Linked DNA regions of Triticum aestivum: region 1 is linked to region 2. Evidence: chromatin contacts called from public HiCAR-type data. All regions are on one chromosome and are shown on one strand. The core of a region is the stretch at or near the end of the contact, and the rest is flanking DNA. Distances in the headings are between cores, read along the strand shown. Region 1 holds the start of LOC123104086 (putative F-box/kelch-repeat protein At3g22730). Region 2 holds the start of LOC123104084 (serine/threonine-protein kinase D6PK).

What was found. HiCAR-type assays count read pairs that join an accessible place to other places.
Region 1: a HiCAR-type map of leaf shows a contact between it and region 2, with 2.6 times the contacts expected there. The contact joins the promoter of LOC123104086 here to the promoter of LOC123104084 in region 2. A contact is called at or near these places in 2 of 5 Hi-C or Micro-C datasets (both in leaf) and 1 of 1 datasets of contacts at active chromatin or transcription factors (leaf).

What each region holds. Positions count from the first base shown.
Region 1 is chr5A:470,356,843-470,361,368 of IWGSC CS RefSeq v2.1, forward strand. LOC123104086 (putative F-box/kelch-repeat protein At3g22730) reads left to right here and starts at 2,691. Exons shown (of 2, transcript XM_044525811.1): 1 at 2,691-2,900; 2 at 3,642-4,526. The coding sequence starts at 3,685.
Region 2 is chr5A:470,070,233-470,074,630 of IWGSC CS RefSeq v2.1, forward strand. LOC123104084 (serine/threonine-protein kinase D6PK) reads left to right here and starts at 1,622. Exons shown (of 3, transcript XM_044525806.1): 1 at 1,622-1,869; 2 at 2,906-3,872; 3 at 4,243-4,398. The coding sequence starts at 3,007.

The DNA of each region.
Region 1 (4,526 bases), core at 1,441-3,940, 290 kb after region 2:
ATTTTTTTTCTTGTTTTTTGATAGAATTAATACTCCATGTGTTTCTAAATATAAGTCCTTTTAGAGATTTCCCTAAGGACTACATATACTAAAATCTCTAAAAGGACTTATATTTAGGAACAGAGGGAATACAATTTAATGGAGGACATGCTGGATTTTGTCTTACAAGGCACGACATCCCCACTTTGTCCGATCGGGCTCAATGGATTTAGTAATTATAGAAGAAAAAAACACTAAGGATGAATAAGAGAAAGTGGACAGAAATGACTAGCGACGACGATGATAACCAATAAAACTCCTTGAAATCAATGGATTGGTTGCTTAACAACGGTGTTAGCCACGAGCACAACAATCAATAGGTGGTGCCAACAAGTTGGGTCGACGCCACCAAGGTGGTTAGAATCATGATCCTACCTTCCAATTGTACGAATTTACACGATGGCTGGACTAGTTACACAATTCTAGCTAGTACAATCTATGATTTCTAGACTTTGTTAGTTATATTCCTTCGATTTGCATTGTTATCATCCGCGTTGATTATGGAGGCCCCGTTCGCTTCAAAGGATTATAAACCATAGGAAAGTAAAAAGGTGTAGGAACAGGGATTCCTTGTAAGTGCTATACGGAGGAATTGAAACAGAGGAAAGAAACAATCGCTGTGCGTTCGGAATATCGGATGGGCCACTAGAGATCGTACTAGTATTAATCACGCAGCAGCAGTAGCTATGCGATTTTTTTTATTCGCATATGGTCATTCTTCTCTCACACCTCAACCCTATGGCAGTATATTTTACTCGGCTCGTCAGGAGGGCAGCCTCGGGCTTCCGCCCAAAAATGTGGTCAGGGCAAATGTGTTTATTCCTATGGAATGAACACTGTTATGATCATTTCCTCTAATCTAACTGTAGCAGCTTCCTTTGAAAAGAACGCGGCAAAGGAAAAAGAAACGGTGGAACTCACAATTCCTTCGGAATGTGTAGAAATCCTGTGAAGCAAACGGACCCGGAATTGTGTTTTCCAACAAACTTGGGCACAGTTGGTATTGAATATTGATTGCAGACTTGTCGTGATGGTAATGGCCACAAATGGAAATTTCTATGAACCAATAGAGGAAGAGACGAAATTCTGATGACTATGTCACTAGGTGGCGATGGTGAAACATCGGGGGAGAGGAGAGTAGAACTGTACGAGCATGATACTGGGATGCACCTGACAAAGTGATGAAACTTTTTTTAACATTTGTATTACTCTCGTAGCAAAACTACCATAATTCTAATAAAGTCTGATGGCGTCTTCAGGGCCAGATCCGAGCCACACAACAGTGCACCCAGAGGTTCTACCATAATTTGCCATAAAATGGCTTACATCATTCTGAGTGCGAAGAATATGAGTAATACAAGATTTTCATTGTTCCATATAAGCAAACTAATCTCACAAACAATAAAGTATTAACGAGATCTGGCCAAATTCCTTTTCTTCAGCATATTCACAACTTGTAGGCAATAATGTTCCAATGGCCATTGGGAGCTGACTCCATTGAAGATCAAGCGTCGAACCTTCCATAATCACTAGAAATTCAGCCTCGAGGGGGTCACTGCAATTCAGCAATTACATGCATGCAGGGAAAACTATGGAGCCCGGCTGACCTTAGAGGACCATGCCGCTCCCCGCAGCGACAATATCTTCAGCAGATGACCCATTCAGTGTTGAAACTTGATCGTATAGTCGTCCGAAAATTGCCGCGAGTTAGTCCCAAATGAAAATCAGTCAACATCATCATTAGTACCCCCTTTGTAAATTAATATAAGATCTTTTAGATCACTACTTTAGTTTACCGAGGGGGTATCAGTGTACCATTTAAGCTGCACCAACCCAAATAATGCCGAACCATTTGCTTAAAAAGTACATATTCAACATCAAATATTGCAAGTGTACATGTTGCCCCCACGACGGATATGAGTAATACAAGGTTTTCATTGTTCCATGAGCAAACTAATATCACGAACAATAACGCAGTAACGAGATCTGTCCAAGTTTCTTCTCTTCTGCATATTCACAGCTTGAAGGCAATATGTTTCAATGGCCATTGGGAGCTGACTCCATTGAAGATCAAGCATCAACCTTCCTTAATCACTAGAAGTTGAGCCTCGAGGGGGTCACTGCAATTCAGCAAGTAGCCCGACTGACCTCGGAGGACCATGCCGCTCACAGCAGCGCCAATATCTTCAGCAAATAACCCATTCAGGGTTGAAACTTGATCATATGGTTGTGCGGAAATAGCCACGAGTTAGTCCCAAATGAAAATTAGTCATTGATATTATTACTCGCTTTGATTAACGTCATCATTAGTAGGAGTACCATTTAAGCTACACCAACCCGAATAATGCCGAACCATTTGCTAGAAAATAGATATTCAGCATCAAATACTGCAAGTGTGCATGTTGCCCCCACGACGTATATGCTTATTGAAAGTTTCGAAAGATTTTTCAGATCTCCTGATGAATAGATTATCGCTCGCACAGAGTGTGGACGCTTGTACTTTTGTAGGGAGCCATGCTATTGTACGAGTACGGTATACTGTCCACCGTTTGAATACTCGGGCCTTCGCTGCTTGCTGGGCCTATGCCCTTGATATTTTTCTGTTTTTGGATTCTACGGGCGGTTGAAGAAGCCGTCACGCAATCAGAGAGAGATAACGGTAACGCTGGACTCCTGGAGACTTGGTGGAGTGCGATGCTTGGGTCCACGAAGGCTAGTTACTGCCAGAGAGGAGGCCGATAAGTAGTAGCACTCTCCGAGGATAACGGTGGGCTTAAGCCTGTGGCCGCGGGCGGCTTCTTCTTCGTCTTCTTCGCCTGGGGAAGATAGATCCCGCCGGGAGTTGGAGAGAAGATTCCGCTGTAAGTTTTCTTCAGATTCCTGCAATCTTTTGCCTAGTGTCGGATTCGGCCGCCATGTCAGCTAGGTAGTTTTCAAGTCGAGGATCGATGAACTGGAATCTGGAATGAACTTGGTCTAGAACCTTGTAGAACGTGTGAGTGATGGGTTCGTATCCATACGCACGCGTGTTAGTGGCTTTGTTGGATGCGCCCTGAAGGCGTGCTGCTGTTCCAGTTCATGGTCCTTTGTTGCTGCTGCAGCTACTAGAAAAAGTTAGCCATGCACTCGTTTCATTTGCAGCCTTGCAGTGCAGGGCTATTCTGACCAATTCAAGTTGAAAATCAGAGCTAGTAGATGCTAGACTAGTGACTGATAATAGCAGAGTGCCTTCTTTTCCGAGGGCACGACCAAAGCAAAGCCGGTTCTCTTGGAAGGAATTTTGTTCTAGAAGCACATATTATGTTGAACACAAACAAATACACTGAAAACTTAGTCAGCATAACCAAATACTTCTACTACTTGTTTGGCAGAATATGAATACTCCCTCCGTGCGAGAATAAACGACTCAACTTTATATTAACTTTGGGTCAGATAAGCCGTTCCCATAGAAAAATGGCTGTTTCTGTCAAAAGTTCCAAATGATCGCATGATCCTAGAACTGAATCGATCTTGATAGATTATAGATATACTAGCACCTCCATTTCTGAAAGCAACGCACCATATGTATGTTCCTAAGCTTCCAATTTTATGGCATATTACAGGACTTGTCAGGCACAACTTTCTTAGGGGAAAAGGTGCTTGGAAATGGCCAGTGACATAAACGACGCAGAGCACGAGCAGGCAACCGAAAATCAGTTGGCAAGCATCAGCCGCCTCACACCAGACGTCCTGCACGAGATACTTCTCCGGCTTCCGGTGAGCACTCTGCAGAGGCTCCGCGGGACGTGCCACCAATGGCGCGGCGTGATCAGCGACCCCTGCTTCATCATGGACCATGCCAACCGTGCACCGGAGCACCTCCTCCTCTTCCTGCCCAGGCTGGAGGCCTCGGCGAGCCTCAAGACCGCCATGCCTGGCCGCATGAAGCTCTTCGATGAGAAATGGTCCGTGTCAACGTGGGCGGCGGCGTCCATGGACCCGGACGACCACCTCTTCGCGTCCTGCAATGGCCTGCTCTGCTTCTACAGGAAGTACACGCTGAAGATCGTCAACCCCGCGACCGGCCAGCGGCTGCACCTCTCGAAGCCCGACGGGAGATCGCTCCGCGACCTGTACTATCTCTACAGCTTCGGGTTCCACCCGGCGACGGGGGAGTACAAGCTCGTCTACTTCCTCCGCGAGCCCCGGCACGGCCGGCCGTCGGGACAGCCGTTCCGCTTCGACGCCGTCCAGGTGCACACCCTCGGCGGGGACGGGTGGCGGGACGTCAGGGCGCCGAGGGAGAGCTGCCTGGTGAACCTCGGCGTCGTCAACGTGGACGGCGCCATGTACTGGCTCGCGGAGGAGGAAGGGGCGTGCTGCGGCGTGGCGGTCATGGCGTTTGATCTGAAGGAAGAGACCTTTGTGACGTTGAGGCCTCCGCCGCTGAGAGCGTGCGGCGGGGCGACGGACGAGCGGCCCTGCGGCGCTCCCGCGCTGTCCTACTA
Region 2 (4,398 bases), core at 372-2,871:
TGACCTTCCAATATAAAATTATTCTCGGCCACTCAACACAACTATTTTTACCGAGAATGATATACAGTAATGATCTACGACTCAATTAAATTTACGCAATGTTCAAGTTTCACAGGAAGAAATATGGATTTTAAAGTTCATATAATTTACCTTCAGCGTCTGTAACTTGTGAAAATAGATTCCACTGTTATCTAGCCTGCGTGCCACCGTTTACTCTTTCGTACCGTGTCCCTTATGTTGGTGAAACTTTTGTGTGGTCTCGTTGACTCTGTCTGGTGGCTTTATTCATAAAGTCGGGCGTATGACTTTTCTCTAAAAATTTGTGAAAATAGATTCCACTGTTATCTAGCCTGCGTGCCACCGTTTACTCTTTCGTACTGTGTCCCTTATGTTGGTGAAACTTTTGTGTGGTCTCGTTGACTCTGTCTGGTGGCTTTATTCATAAAGTCGGGCGTATGACTTTTCTCTAAAAATTTGTGAAAATATATTTTATACACATACATGTGCTCCCATTGTTTACAGACGCATCATAAGATTCTAGCTCATACAATTTCAAATTAAAAGTACTCAATATTTCAAAGATAACAAATGACCAACGCGAACACTGACGCAATAAATACAAATATCAAATATCAGAATGTTCCAGCTATAGCACACATTAAAAGCTCGTTCTTGAACAAACAAGATCGCTCCAAGGACTAAACAAGAAAATCAAGTTTGCAGTCGAATATGTACCTGTTTGCACCAAATATACTGTTGTGGTGCTTCTTATCTTGATGGCTTCAATCTCCAAGGACACAAGATGATCTCTTTTCTTTTTGCGTATGTACTCAAATGATGTTCGAAGGTGGATATTCTATTTTGATGCACATGAGAGAAGAACAAAGAAGAAGCAGCAAGAGTACCATAACTAGGGTCCGGTGAACCATTTTTCCTTATCTTCAAGTGTTTGTCATTTCCCTATCTACACGACCCCACATGAACAGGTATATCGTCATGATATGCGAACATATATTATAGATAAAAGTGAAAACAAAAACCTGTCTATACATCCCCAAACGCGAATCTTGGCGCAAATCAACGGCACAGAATCTGCGTGCGCCACACTTACGCGCCCTAAACCCTCTCCCGGAATGGATAGACCGTATCAAATTGATCGAACGAGCTTGACTCTATAACACAAACTTTTAGATCAATGCCTTTGAATTCCAAAACAAATTCCTTTACAGCATGCACACACAAATTCCTTTACAGCATGCACACATGCTAGATGAGAAGAACGGACGGCCAGGATGGGCCTCCAGCACCACCATCGCCATCCAGATCTCTGCAACAGGAAGCGCCCGCAAGCAGGGGAAGGAGGAGGAAAGTGGACGTTGGGCACGGGAGTCTCGGTCCGTGGGAAAAAGAGGGAGCGAGAGGAGGGAGACCACGCCCTGCACGCCGTACCCTCGGCTGGCTACCCACCCTAACCCTAACCCATGTTTAATTTACTCACCACCATCATCATCAACCGCTCTGTAGACTAGTTTATGCGCCCCAAGAGCCCAGCTTTTCACCACCACCACCATCATCTTTGACCCGTCCCTCCATCCCCTCCCCTTCTCCCCCACAAGCGCTTGTCTCTTTGCAGGCTGGGCCAGCCACTGACCCAGCGCCAGCAGCTCTCCTCCCCTTGCCCGGATGAATCCCCACACCAATTAGTACTCTCGCCACTCCACCCGCCCCCACCTCCCTCCACTTCCCTCCGCCATTGCCAGCCCCGCCCGCACATGGCCCGCCTTCCGCGCGGAGACGACGAATATCCCGCCGCCGCCGCGTCTCCGCTCCCTCGACCCGCCGCCACGGCCACCCCGCCCTCCTCCTAAGGTAAGGTATGCCGCCTCCCCCGCCCGGCCACGGCCCGGCAGCTTGGTTTCTTGACTGGACGGCCGCCTAGGGATTTAGGGGCGGCGTCATTTTCCTCAGGTGGAGGTGGGGATGGATATGCGGGTGCTCCTTCTTGATCTGCTGCTTGTGCGGCTTTACCGCCGCCGCCCATCACTCTCCAGATCCAATCCCGCCCCTTTTATTCATTAAAAAACCATTTTCTCTCTCTTCTTTCCGTTGCTTGCCTGCTAGCTTGCATTCAATGGGGGCGCTGGAGTGAGTGCCCCCCATGCCCTGATGTGGATGCCATGCTAGTCTGTCTCTACGTATGCGCGACACCGCATGTGTGCTTGCCGCGCTGTGGCTCATATGATCCATGGCGCGCTCCATCATGCCTGCTTCTCCCTTTGGGGGAAGGGAGGGGAAAGGTGGGATGTGTGCGCCTTGTGACGAGCTCGCAGCTGTGCCAGGTTGCAATGCTCTCTCCTTCCTTCCTCCCCCTTTCCATCCCCTTCACCTCGCCGCTTTGGGGATATCTTAAAGATTCCCTTTTGTTATTAATCCCGCGGTTCTGGCCCACTCCGCCCTATTTTTGTGGGAGATGCTGCTGGCTCGGGGTTTCCTGGGGGTGGGGTGGAGTGGGGGGCTTGTGATTTCTTCTTTCTAGCCAGGACCTCTCTCCTCCCTTCACCTCCTCTCTTCTCCTCTTTTGGGATGCGGCGGAGTGGCAGGGGCGGCCGGGTGGATGGATCTGCCCAGCGCTTAGTTGCAGTAGCTTGTGTGTGAGTCTGCAGGTGACTTCTTGGTCTCATGGGTGGTTCTCAAAATGATTCCCCCCTTTCTCTTTCTGTGTAGGGATTTCTTTCTTTTCTGCTCGGCGTGTCCGTTTTAGGTTGTTGTTTCTGTCGATTTTACCTGGTGGTTTGGATTTCTTGGAATATTTCTGATCCTTGTTCTCTTCTGGTGAATTGATACGAACAAACCCTAGTTATTTTATTGGTATGCTGATACGCTGTCTGGGCGAATTGATTTGCAGGTTAGGAGGTTGGGAATTGCTCGGTCAGCCTTGTACTGAGCACTGACCGGGCGCCTAGACTGGGCGTTTGTTGTGATTCCGGTCAACCGCTTGCTCAGTTCATGTCTTCCAAGCCTGCCTCCCAAAGTATGCCGGAGCAAGCGGCAAAGCCAAAGGAAATGGGTGAAGATGACAGGCAGCGATCTGCTGCTGAGGAGGTTTCCGGGGAGCCGGACCAGCAGCAAGAATCTCCAGCTCCTGTGCTGGACAAGGATGCTCCAGATCTCTCCTCAGACTCTGGGGGCCTGGATGTGCCACTAGCCCCAGAGGCAGAATCTGATGAGTCAAAAGAGACTAAGAACTCCGATTCCAACGAGAATCAAGAAAAGAAGTCGTCGCAAAAGAGTAGTATCAGTGATAGCTTTATTTCAGCTAAAGTGAGTGATGGGACAAATAGTCTGGGTAAGACCAGTGGTAGTGCTAAGACAAGTGGCCGAGATTTCACCGAGAGTGGCAAGAGCAGCATGTGCCGTGTTAGTGCAAGCAGTGATTTGAGTGATGAGAGCTCCTGCAGCAGTATGAGCAGTGCCACCACAAAGCCCCACAAAGGGAATGATTCGAGGTGGGAGGCCATCCAAGTGGTCAAATCCAGGGAGGGCGTTCTTGGTCTGAACCAATTTAGGTTGCTTAAGAAGCTGGGTTCTGGTGATATCGGAAGTGTGTATCTCTCTGAATTGAGTGGTACCAAGAGTCACTTTGCAATGAAGGTGATGGATAAAACATCTCTGGCTAGTCGGAAGAAGCTGCTCCGGGCACAGACCGAGCGGGAGATACTGCAGTCCCTGGATCATCCATTTCTGCCGACCCTATATACTCATTTTGAGACGGACAAGTTTTCGTGTCTGGTTATGGAGTTCTGCCCTGGAGGGGACTTGCACACTCTTCGACAAAGGCAGCCTGGAAAACATTTTTCAGAGCAAGCAGCAAAGTATGCACTTTCTCTTGCTAATTATTTCACATGAATGATTTGTTTATAACATTCTTTGTTAGGTATTTTATCATGTGTCTCGTCTGCTTCAACATCACTTCATTATTTTTGGGCCTGATAGCTTCATGTTGCCATAGTCAGGTTGCATATGAAATACTTAAGTCTTTTTTACGTCGTAATATATAGCATGTTTATTGTGCACAATAGAATCAGAAAGGTGCAGTATGTTGTAGAAACTAATGTGTCCCATGCTGATAGTTGCACGTTGCTAAGTGGATCATTGTTGGATTTTCATTTGCCTATGAAAGCTGTGCTGAATGCTGACGAAGGATTTAACTTATTTTTTTTTCTTTCTCTCTTGATGTTTCAGGTTCTATGTAGCAGAGGTGCTCCTTGCATTGGAGTACCTGCATATGCTCGGGATTATATACCGTGATCTCAAGCCAGAAAATGTCCTAGTTCGGGAGGATGGGCACATCATGCTGACTGATTTTGACCTCTCTCTTCGTTGTTCAGTGAGCCCAAC